Linked DNA regions of Zea mays: regions 1 and 3 are each linked to region 2. Evidence: chromatin contacts called from public Hi-C data. All regions are on one chromosome and are shown on one strand. The core of a region is the stretch at or near the end of the contact, and the rest is flanking DNA. Distances in the headings are between cores, read along the strand shown. Region 1 holds the start of LOC100279330. Region 2 holds the start of LOC103653317. Region 3 holds the start of LOC100273075 (RING-H2 finger protein ATL13).

Region 1 (3,235 bases), core at 42-2,541, 230 kb before region 2:
AAATGTAGCGCTAATTCTAATTGGTTAGGGTGTTGATAAAAATAGAAATTGATTGCATTGGGCTCTTAGGTTGGACTGATTGACAGAAAGGAGAATTTGGTGCTAGGTGAGAGAATTTGTATGCAACCCAGTGCTATGTGGTCAAAAGAATATAGTGGTATTTTTTCTATAAATACGTACCCAGTCCTTAAGAGATTCTCCATGTATCTTCAGAATTTCAATAGATTCCAAGTGGGTGCTACCCTACCACCATTCAGATAGAAATTAGTCAACACTATAACATCATCGAATAATAACATGATTGAGTAGCTATGAAGTATGAAGCATACTTTTTGAAGAGTAAAATTTTATAGATGAAGATATCATAGTTCAATGTAAATGATAACCAACTTTCATTAAACCATTTGTACACCTTAAGCCTCAAGACAACATCAATCACAAGTTTAGTAAAGTACTCCTTGTCTTGGGAAAGTATTTTTCAACTAAGAGTAGTCATAGAAATATTCATGAGATCAACTCTGAGCTTATCTGCAGAAGGAAAAGGATATTGTTATGAGATCGATGGGCATAATGGCATAAAAAAATCTCAATGACGTCAAGTCTTTTTTGCTACGCAAATACATATACATTGCCCAGGAAAAGAATAAGCAGTGTCTTATGAATACTGAAAAAATATGCTTTCTAACCACGAGATCGGGAAAATAATTCACTTGTATTTTCTTTGTTGTCCATGGTCTTTTGCAGCAAAGCATCTCTAGCACACTCGAGAGACATTCTGTAACCTAAAATTTACAAAATGAATTAACTGGAGACATTGAATCTCACCATAAAGAACAATGATTGAAGCTCAGAATACATACTAATTATCTCGGTATAAAACAGGTGTTACCTCGGTATAAAACAGGTGACCCAAGATAGATTAGAATCAAAACATGGTGCACTACCTATACATTATTATTATTACTAAGAAAATTGGAAGGTAAATCTGAAAACATGAATTGTAAAAATTAATCCGCATCTCAAATTTTGAATGGCTCAACAGTGGAATCCATCCAAGGGAAGCAAATCAGTTGCTCTTCATCTAGAACTTGGTCGGCATCCTCCTATCCCGACGTGCAAGGAGCACCGGCCAAGGTGGTGGCTAAGCCGAGGGAACAAAGAGGAGGTAGGGGATCTGGAAGAGAGACAACTGCTTGAGCCGCTCCCTGTGCGCGAACTCGCCCAGGTACACGTCACACTTAGTCACGGACCTCGACCGACGATGGCACCTGACGGTGGGGAGCACTGCGATGATGTCCAGGTCGAGCCCCCCTAGGGTCTCAGCAGCCTCGTGGTCGGTGAAGAAGACCACGGAGACACGCTCCACCTAGTGGTGGTCCTCGCGGCGCGCATGGTGGTCAAATAGGAGCAAGAGGCAGGCAAAACAGGAACCACGCCATAGATGAAGCAGACCATAGCGCGTGGTTGGGGTCGGCGGGGCGCACGCCCTAGCAGCGCGGCCACAGCTCGCCCCGCGCGATCTGTAGCGACGCCGCCGCGATGGGCAGGTCGAATGCGGACCGCAGCCCCACGCGCGACTGCCAGTCCGGGAACCCGGGCCCCGACGGCAGGCCCGCGGCGAGGACGGCACGGAGGTCGGGCGGGAACGCAAACCACATCTCAGCCTTGGTGCGCACCAACTCTAGCTCTGTCAGGCCCGGGAGCACCGCCACCCCGGAGGCCCAGAGGTGGCCAAGCACCGCGGCCGTGAGCGGGGCGAAGGAGTGCAGCCCGTGCCGCGATGAGGCCGACGCCGACGAGGGGCCAAGAACAGGGGCGGGGTGGCGGCCTCTTCGAAGATCTGGGAGGGGGCGAGGGCATGGTATGGCCTCGTGGGGGCGGTAGCGAGGATCGCGGTGTGTTAATGGCGCCCTTCCATCGACGGAGAGCAGAGGGGGCGGTGTGTGGGCAGAGGGATCTCGCGGGCGAGATTTCCGCGGGCGGGGGTGAGGTCGAGGTGGTGGATGTCGCGGGCGTGGGCACCGCGGCGGCGTAGATTGCGGGCGAGGCGGTGTCGGGGGAATCGGACGCGGAGGCAGAACATGGTGCACTGTGGACGCCTACACTACAGGCTTATAGAGTAGTAGGGATTTATGGCTTTAAGGTGGGCTTGAACTACCATAGTGATTTAGCAATTTCCAAAAATTCTATAAAATTACAGTGGGTTAACATTGGTCACTGTAGTCTATCCTATAAATTTGCGGTTAAAAATAATTAGGATAAACCCTAGGCAAAAATAACAAAAGTTAGGGTAGAGGGTCACTTTGTACTACAACTCTTATTTAGGTGGGGGTATTGTACTAAGAGTTATTTTTTCTAGCATCTATGGGTAATAACATGCTTCTGTGCCAAAAATCACAGAGGGTGACCTAATGGTTATTTAGTTGTGATTTTCTAGAGTTTAATGCCAAAAAGACACTTATAACTAACTTGCTATTTGAAAAATGTCAAACAACAGAACTTGCATTTTTCCTAGGTTCCTATTAGCATAAAAGTAGTCATTCCTAAGGTTAGGGTGGTTCCTCCTTAGGATTATTTTTCTATGATTTTTCTAAGTTCTCTCTGTTTTCATTAAATAAAAGGTGGTGCATTTTCTTTGTACTGGATTAGGGTTCAACAAGTTTTCTTATGAACTACATCACTTAGGCAGGTCAGGAAAAATGTGTTTGCTTTCTGGTTCCCATTTTAACCCCCCTTTTTAATGTCCTAAGGTTTGGACAAATACTAGTTTTTGTGGATAAACTTTCCTTAATCTAGTATACTGGGGGGCTTAATGATTTTAAACATTGTAATTACGAGTTAAGTCTCTCTACAATTTTTCTCAGCCCTAGTCCAAAAGTATTTCTATTTTTCCTCTGGTTATTAAAGTTTGGGCAGTTTGCTTATCTAAATCCAAACTCTAAAAAGGGTTGTAGGAACCATGGTGTTTATCATTTTTGCTGGATAATTCATAAAATGTAGGTTCTAACAAAATTTGTTTGACCAAATTTGGCTAAATACAATTTAAGCTATGAATTTTTCCAAGTCTACTGCTTATTTGAAAAGAATAATTCTAAAAGTTTAAAGGAAAACAGCTTTGCATCGGGGCCCCTGGGATTTTCCTTAATCGAATGATTTAATCTTTGCCCCAGGGGAACTATTCACCAGAGTCACTAACTTCGCAAATAACCCCCTGGCCTTTCCCCTTTCTTAACCC
Region 2 (3,208 bases), core at 93-2,592:
CCATTTCTTCTACTCCTTTGTAAGGCTCAGGTTGTTTGTTCTTGATCATCTTTTTTCTGTATTAGTTCGCCATTGTATATTTTTATCTTCAGTTTTTTCATTTGGTTGTTGCCTCAAATTTTTTTCTATATTTGTTATTCATTTTTTTATTTTTTTATATAGAGAGCTGCCTACAGAGAGAAGGTGCTAATTGAAGCAGAGAAACAGTTTCAGGACGATTTCAATTTTTTGAAGGAAAAGGTATTAGTTGATTTTGGCCAATTAGTGGATGTCCAACGTATTGACAGTATTTGCCAAGTTATGTGCGACAAGTTCAAGGGTTGTTGTTCGGTTTGCAAGACAATGTGTATTGAAGCTATAGTCGATTCTGTGAAAATTATGGTTGAAGCAATGTCTATCAAGCATCAGGAGATTTTGAATTCCATGAACCCTCTAGTGAAAACTATGGCTGTTAAGCAGATGAGAAATACACCCATACTGATATCAATGTACAACCAGCTATTGTTAAGTCGGATGAGAAAGTCGTTGTTGCAGACTTTGTTGAGTCATCTGATGGGAAAAGGTCTTGGTGTGGGTACTAGCAATCCTCTGGTAACAGTGCCCATACATCTGAACACATCAACACACCAGTCGTTTATAGGTCGGATGCAAATACTGCAACTTCTGTGAAGCCCCCAGCGGGTTAGCGTTTTAATCTCCATTTGTCTTTTTTGGTTCCATGCACTTTATTGTTTAATGCATCTAGACTCTATATTATATGCTGATTTTTTTTATTGTGTGTGTTCATAGCATTTTTAAAATCCATCTAGATGTTTTTTGTGCTTTTAATATGTTGAACATGAAACTATATTTAATTTCCAGCAGTCACTGCCCTACCACATGAACCTTTGTTTTTGCTCATAGCCTGCTAGCTGCTGGCCACAAACAAATGCATTTTATGTGCAGGATGACAATTTATATGTGTGGGATGTAGAAATTTGCTATTTTAGAGATTGTAGGCGAATTTTTATGCATAGTTTTTGGTATCGTTGTCTTGTAGTATTCATCCTAGTCTTTTTGTATGTTTATCCCTTTTTTATTTGCCTTTTTTTGTTTGTGGTTTCATGTTTAGTATCTTATATTGGTGGGTTATTATTGCACTATTTTTGGTTGTCATGTAAAATCTATCCTAATCTGATGTATGTATATTTTTCCTTAAATTTTTATTGTAGAGCGTGTTCATCCACTCAACAAGCGATTCCATTTCTCCAAAACTGACAAGTTGGGTCGCTTTCCACGTACAAGCCTCTTCTCACCTGTGGGTCTTTTTGACCTCCACATTTCAGATGATGAAAGTGACCACAAAAAAATACTGCACCTGCTAGTGCTATATGTCCACATGGGTCAGATGTCATTCCAATCGGGTTAGGTCATTCTATTTTGCCTACATGCACCCATGGTGTTCATCCTACTCCTCCCAATGTTGTATTACAACCTTTAATTAAGTCACATGCAAATTCCTCTAGAAGCCTTATTGAGTTGTGTCCTGAAAGTGCAACAGCAGCAGTAGCCAACACTGATGTACCAGATAAGGTTGTTTCTGTGCTAGTTTCTCATGCTCAAAAGGTCTGCTATATGCCTTTTTTCACTGTTCTTTTTGGTTAGCAGAGTTCCTATTTTTTACTTATATGTATTTCCTTTTTGTCCTCTATGTCAGTCTCATGTTGCTGGGGCAGTTCCTCCAGTGAATGACACATTCTTTGAGCCAACATTAACATGTAATCTTTCAACACTGAACTCAACAGAAAGGCCTAGGAAGTTCGAAGGGATAAGTGGCAAAAATCAAGATGTTATTGTTATTGACGATCATGTGAGAGCGGTTCAGGAGGTGATATTTTATTTTTCTTGCTACACTCCCCCATGTGGTCTGTTTTTGTGTTTGTTGTTATCTCCATTCTTTTAATTTTTTAATTTTATATCCTAAAACCCATGTTATGTTCTCCCATTTTTTATCCAGGTTCACAATGTTGCTGGTGAAATGGTTGGTGCTAGTTTATATGGCAGTAGAAGATCTAAATCAACAGCTATAGTTGACCAAATGTACAATGATAGGAATATATTCAATGATCCAGAAGCTAGGGGAAATTTGTTGGGATATCAACTAGAAGTGGCAAATTTAGTCAAAAGTGATATTCAGTATATTGGTGAAAATCGGTTACAAGCCCAACATCCTAGTGTCCCTTTACCATGTTCTGTTGTACAATTGCGATATTATTATATCCTTTGTGGCATGGGGCGTAGCCAATGGAAAGAGTAAGTGTATCTTGTATTCTTATTCCAATGCTTGATTATTTAGTATATTTTCTCTTCATATACTTCAAGCTTTATAATAAACCCATTTTTGTGTAGTTTTGTTGCAGTTCGGTTTTCAAAAACCACCACTATAAATTGGGAATATTTTGGACTGTCAATAGAACCCAATGGACATTGCGACAACTTTTTTATTGCTGGGTTCTGCCAAAAACATTTTGAAGATGTTCATCCAAGGATGTCAAAGAAACATTTCTTTTATCCCAAAGTTGGGGTAATTTTTTTCAACTCATTTTTTCCCACATGCAATATATGATGTTTTTTTATTTGCATGATTTTTTTGTATCAGTGTTTTTGTATCCAAGGCTGTTGTTGTTTATATTTTTTATTTATTTTTTGTTTTTTGCTATGTTTGTCTAATGTTTATTTTTAGTGCCCGATGTTGTTTTTTTGCTATGCAGTTTTTTGGATTTTTGTTTTTTGTTGGCTATGTTTTGTCTAATGTTTCTTTTTTGTCTGTCGTTGTTGTTTTGTTTGTTTTTTGTTGGCTATGTTTTGTTTGTTTTTTTGCTATGTTTTGTCTAATGATTCTGTTTTTTTTTCTGTTGTTGTTATTTTTTTTTGCCATGCTGCTGGTAGAACGTGTCGTGGGTATGGTGCTTGGTCATGGGAGCTTTTTTTGTACGTGTCTATCATTGGTTGAGATTAAATGCACTGAATCCACTTCAACATGTAGGCTAAGTGTTTGCAGACGGGAGAGACCTTCGTCATTAAGAAGTCCTAATCCTTGTCTCGTTGGCTCTTGTTTATACAAAGTCGAAATATATTGTTTTATGAACCTCTCATTATGTTCTATGATGCATTTGTTTTTGGTTACTGCAAGGGGGACATGTAATGTTTCTTTTTTTTGTTTGTCGTT
Region 3 (3,390 bases), core at 858-3,357, 150 kb before region 2:
TCCAGCTAATTATGCAGTATACGGTTGTGCCATTTCAGATCTTCGGTTTATAGATTACCCTGGATAAAACCCTACGAAGCAATTTCAAATGTACAGCAAGATGCAAAGCAAATACAGCTAATCTACTACACACAACTGCGAAATGCTATGCGAAACAATCTAGAAATCTCGAGCCGTAATCCTTTTTTTACCGAACAAATATCCACCATTTCATCCACTCGCCAAGCAATGCAAATTTCCTGCGATCTGTTGCTGCAGGAGAAGATCGCAGGCATCCATGCACACACAGTTACTACAACTTACACGGGAGAGCAGAGGGGAAGAACAAGGTGGTAGAAGCCAAGATCTCTGCTTCGCTTCGGTTCAATTCACAGGTGGCCTCTGATCCAGAGCAGCGTCCGCCGGGCGAACGACGGCGCCTCGTCGGCTCTGGAGCTGAGGCCGTGCCCGCCGCCCGCGGACTCGACGTCCCAATCCACGACGCTGCCGCTCGCGCTCTTGTCCCAAGCCGACACGTTGTACTCGGACTCCGTCACGGGGCTCACCACGTCCGCCCGGCGCTTCGCCGTCGTCGCCCCAACGTCGCTCGCCGTGCGCTGGAGCGCCGAGGAGAGCCGGAACGACGACGCGCGGCGCGAGGTCGTTGCGCCGGAGGGCACGTCCTTCCTCCTCGGCCCGCTGCGCATCCATATCTTGGAGACGGAGAAGCTCTCCCTCTTGTCCACCGCCGCTTTCGACAGCTGCTGCTGCTGCTTGGGCGGCGCATCGAATCCGCGGAAGCCTTCCCGCTTGGAGTGGCAGTCGCACTCCGACATGGCAACACGGTGCCCCGGCATGCGAGAGCGAGTCGCGGGGCGCTTTTTCTCCGGCAGCTTCACGGCGACGCGGAGCAGGGAGCTCTCGTCCATGACGTACTCGTAGGTCCCCATGGAGAAGCACCGCCTCACGTCATGGCTTCCATGGCTGGCGCTGCCGCCGGCTCCTTCGGTGGCCTGGCTTCTGAACTTGCCGAGCTTCACCGGAACGACCACCTCGTCCTTCTTCTCCGCTGCCTCTGCAGCGGCGACGTGTTTCCGATCCTGCCCTGCCTGCTCCTGCTCCATGCCAAAGCTGAGGCGCGCGGAGGACGCCGCGTCGTGGCGATCGGAGACCGAGCCCTCGGAGCCGGACTCGAGGACGAACACCAGCGGGCTGCAGGCGCCGCCGCAGGTGGGGAAGTCGGCGAGGAGGCTGCGGCGGCAGAGCGGGCAGGTGGAGTGCGACAGCAGCCACGTGTCGATGCAGTCGACGTGGAACGCGTGGCTGCACTTGGGGAGGAGGCGGAGGCGGTCGTCGTCCGCGAACTCGCAGAGGCAGACCGCGCAGTCGAAAGGATCCTTCCCGCCGGCGCCGACCACGGCGCCGTAGAGGAACACCGGCAGCGCGTCGATGAAGGACTGGTCGACGCCGGCGTCGTGGAGGTGGAACAGCTGCTGGAGCTGCCCCTGGAAGGCGGTAGCGTTCGCGTCACCCCCGTACGCGTCGCCGGGATCCCGCGGCGCCGGGCGGAGCAGGAACCGGACGAGAAGGTGCAGCAGGCCGGAGACGAAGAAGATGACGGCCAAGATCAGGATGATGAGAAGGACGCTGGGGCTGATCCTGTTCTGGAATCCCGCGTCAGAGGACGCCGCCGCCGGTGGCGGCGGCGACAACAGCGGCGGTAGCGGTAGCGGTAACGGCGGAGGAGGAGGCGGAGGGAGGTACGGGAGGGGGAGCTGCAGCGGCGACGTGGGTGGCAGCGCGGCGTAGTTGATGGCTGCATGCATGGTGTAGTGGCTCATGGCCTTGGTCAGGGGGAGCGCCTGACCCGTGATTCGATCTAGAGAGCCAGCCAGCCAGGTAGGAGGAGAAAGAAGACAATTTGGACGCCGTCAGCAGCAATGGTGGGAGTGTCGCCTGAATCTTGTGTCGTCTTCCTGTCCACACCTTCTTCTTGTGATGGAGATAGATGTTGATGAGGAGATCATCACTAAAACTCTTGTGTCGGATCCTAGCAACGAAGAAAAAGGGAAACAATGACAGAGTTAACTGTGAGACAGCTCAACAGGCGCGGTTTGGGAGAGACTGGAGGAAGGTACTAGCCAGGTAGGGGAGGGGCTTGGTCAATGTATAGGATAGTGATGGATCCTTAATGTGGGGAGAGAAAAATGGAGAGAAGAATGGCTGGACTCGTGGTGAGAAATGGAGACGAAAACGAATTCTTTTGTCACCATTAACTAACCATCATCTCTCATTATCTGTCTACGTAACCTCTCAATAAATACTCATTCCGTCTAAAATATAGTTTGGTTTTTTTCCATGATAATAATTATAGACATACATACAAACTACATTTATAGATAATAATTATACTTTTAGTCTAAAATAAATTGTATTTTGAGACGGAGCAAGTACTACTTTATTCCACTAAATTTTAAATTAATCTGTTGGTACGAGTCATCCGATGCAATTACTATTTTTAACATATAAAAATATACAAGGCATCCATCTATATATGGTTATTTGTTTTGTCATTTTATTATCGTACAGTTTGATCTAACTATTATTAGATTATTTTATTGCCTTACCTGATTTTAGTAAAAAAAATAGTGTAAGAACATGTAAATCTAACTATTATATGAAACGATTTTATTTATCTATATATGGCCTTATATAATCCATCAATTTAAATTTTGCAAACCCCACGTATCCAAATCACTCACACACATAGTCTTCTCTAGTTCCACCAAACAAATTGCACGCAAACATAACACCCTCTAAAAACAATCAGTTCAGATCACTAGATAACACTACTTTCTTAGTCACTCAAATATAATAACTAATATTATTTGGATTATTCTTCCTCTCATCCTCACTCGCACATACATACCCTTCTGCCTCCCCCCTCATCGTCAGCCCTTTTCTCATCCTCTCTTCAGAACCGTAGCGTTAGCATGTGTATTAGACTAGTAAGAAAGTATTACAGCAAGGTGTCTTGCAATAATTCTATGGATGTAATAATGATGTTTTTGCGTCAACTAACTAATTACGATTAAGTATCATTTTATTTCATTTGTTCACGTCCTTCAACTACAAAAATACCATTTTAGTTTAGGATTAATCTTTTGGGACATCCGATGACCCAAATTAGTTATCTTCAACTTACTCGTTATCATCTCCTGTTTTAAATTTTACTATGTAAATAGTATAATCTATAGTGCAAAACAGTTTTTTACACGGCTATACACATGATGTACTGGCCATACCCATCAGTTCTCAACTTAGAACCTAAACTTGCTACCACAAAATCAAGGTAGATAGAAAAAATATTAGAACGACATAAAATATTCTAACATTTTATCATGTAAGAGA

Evidence for each region. A called contact is a pair of places that touch in the nucleus more often than the background predicts.
Region 1: a Hi-C map of ear shows a contact between it and region 2, with 2.0 times the contacts expected there. The contact joins the promoter of LOC100279330 here to the promoter of LOC103653317 in region 2. A contact is called at or near these places in 2 of 25 Hi-C or Micro-C datasets (ear and tassel).
Region 3: a contact with region 2 is called in a Hi-C map of bundle sheath, with 4 times the contacts expected there. The contact joins the promoter of LOC100273075 here to the promoter of LOC103653317 in region 2. A contact is called at or near these places in 6 of 25 Hi-C or Micro-C datasets (bundle sheath, ear, leaf and 1 more).

The regions. Positions count from the first base shown.
Region 1 is chr4:63,774,754-63,777,988 of Zm-B73-REFERENCE-NAM-5.0, reverse strand. It overlaps LOC100279330, which reads left to right and starts at 1,291. Exons shown (of 1, transcript XM_020552545.3): 1 at 1,291-2,091. The coding sequence starts at 1,540. The coding sequence ends at 1,884.
Region 2 is chr4:63,546,399-63,549,606 of Zm-B73-REFERENCE-NAM-5.0, reverse strand. It overlaps LOC103653317, which reads left to right and starts at 1,342. Exons shown (of 10, transcript XM_008680251.3): 1 at 1,342-1,605; 2 at 1,697-1,867; 3 at 1,997-2,292; 4 at 2,389-2,563. The coding sequence starts at 2,018.
Region 3 is chr4:63,699,689-63,703,078 of Zm-B73-REFERENCE-NAM-5.0, reverse strand. LOC100273075 (RING-H2 finger protein ATL13) reads right to left here and starts at 2,107. Exons shown (of 1, transcript NM_001147524.1): 1 at 50-2,107. The coding sequence starts at 1,820. The coding sequence ends at 369.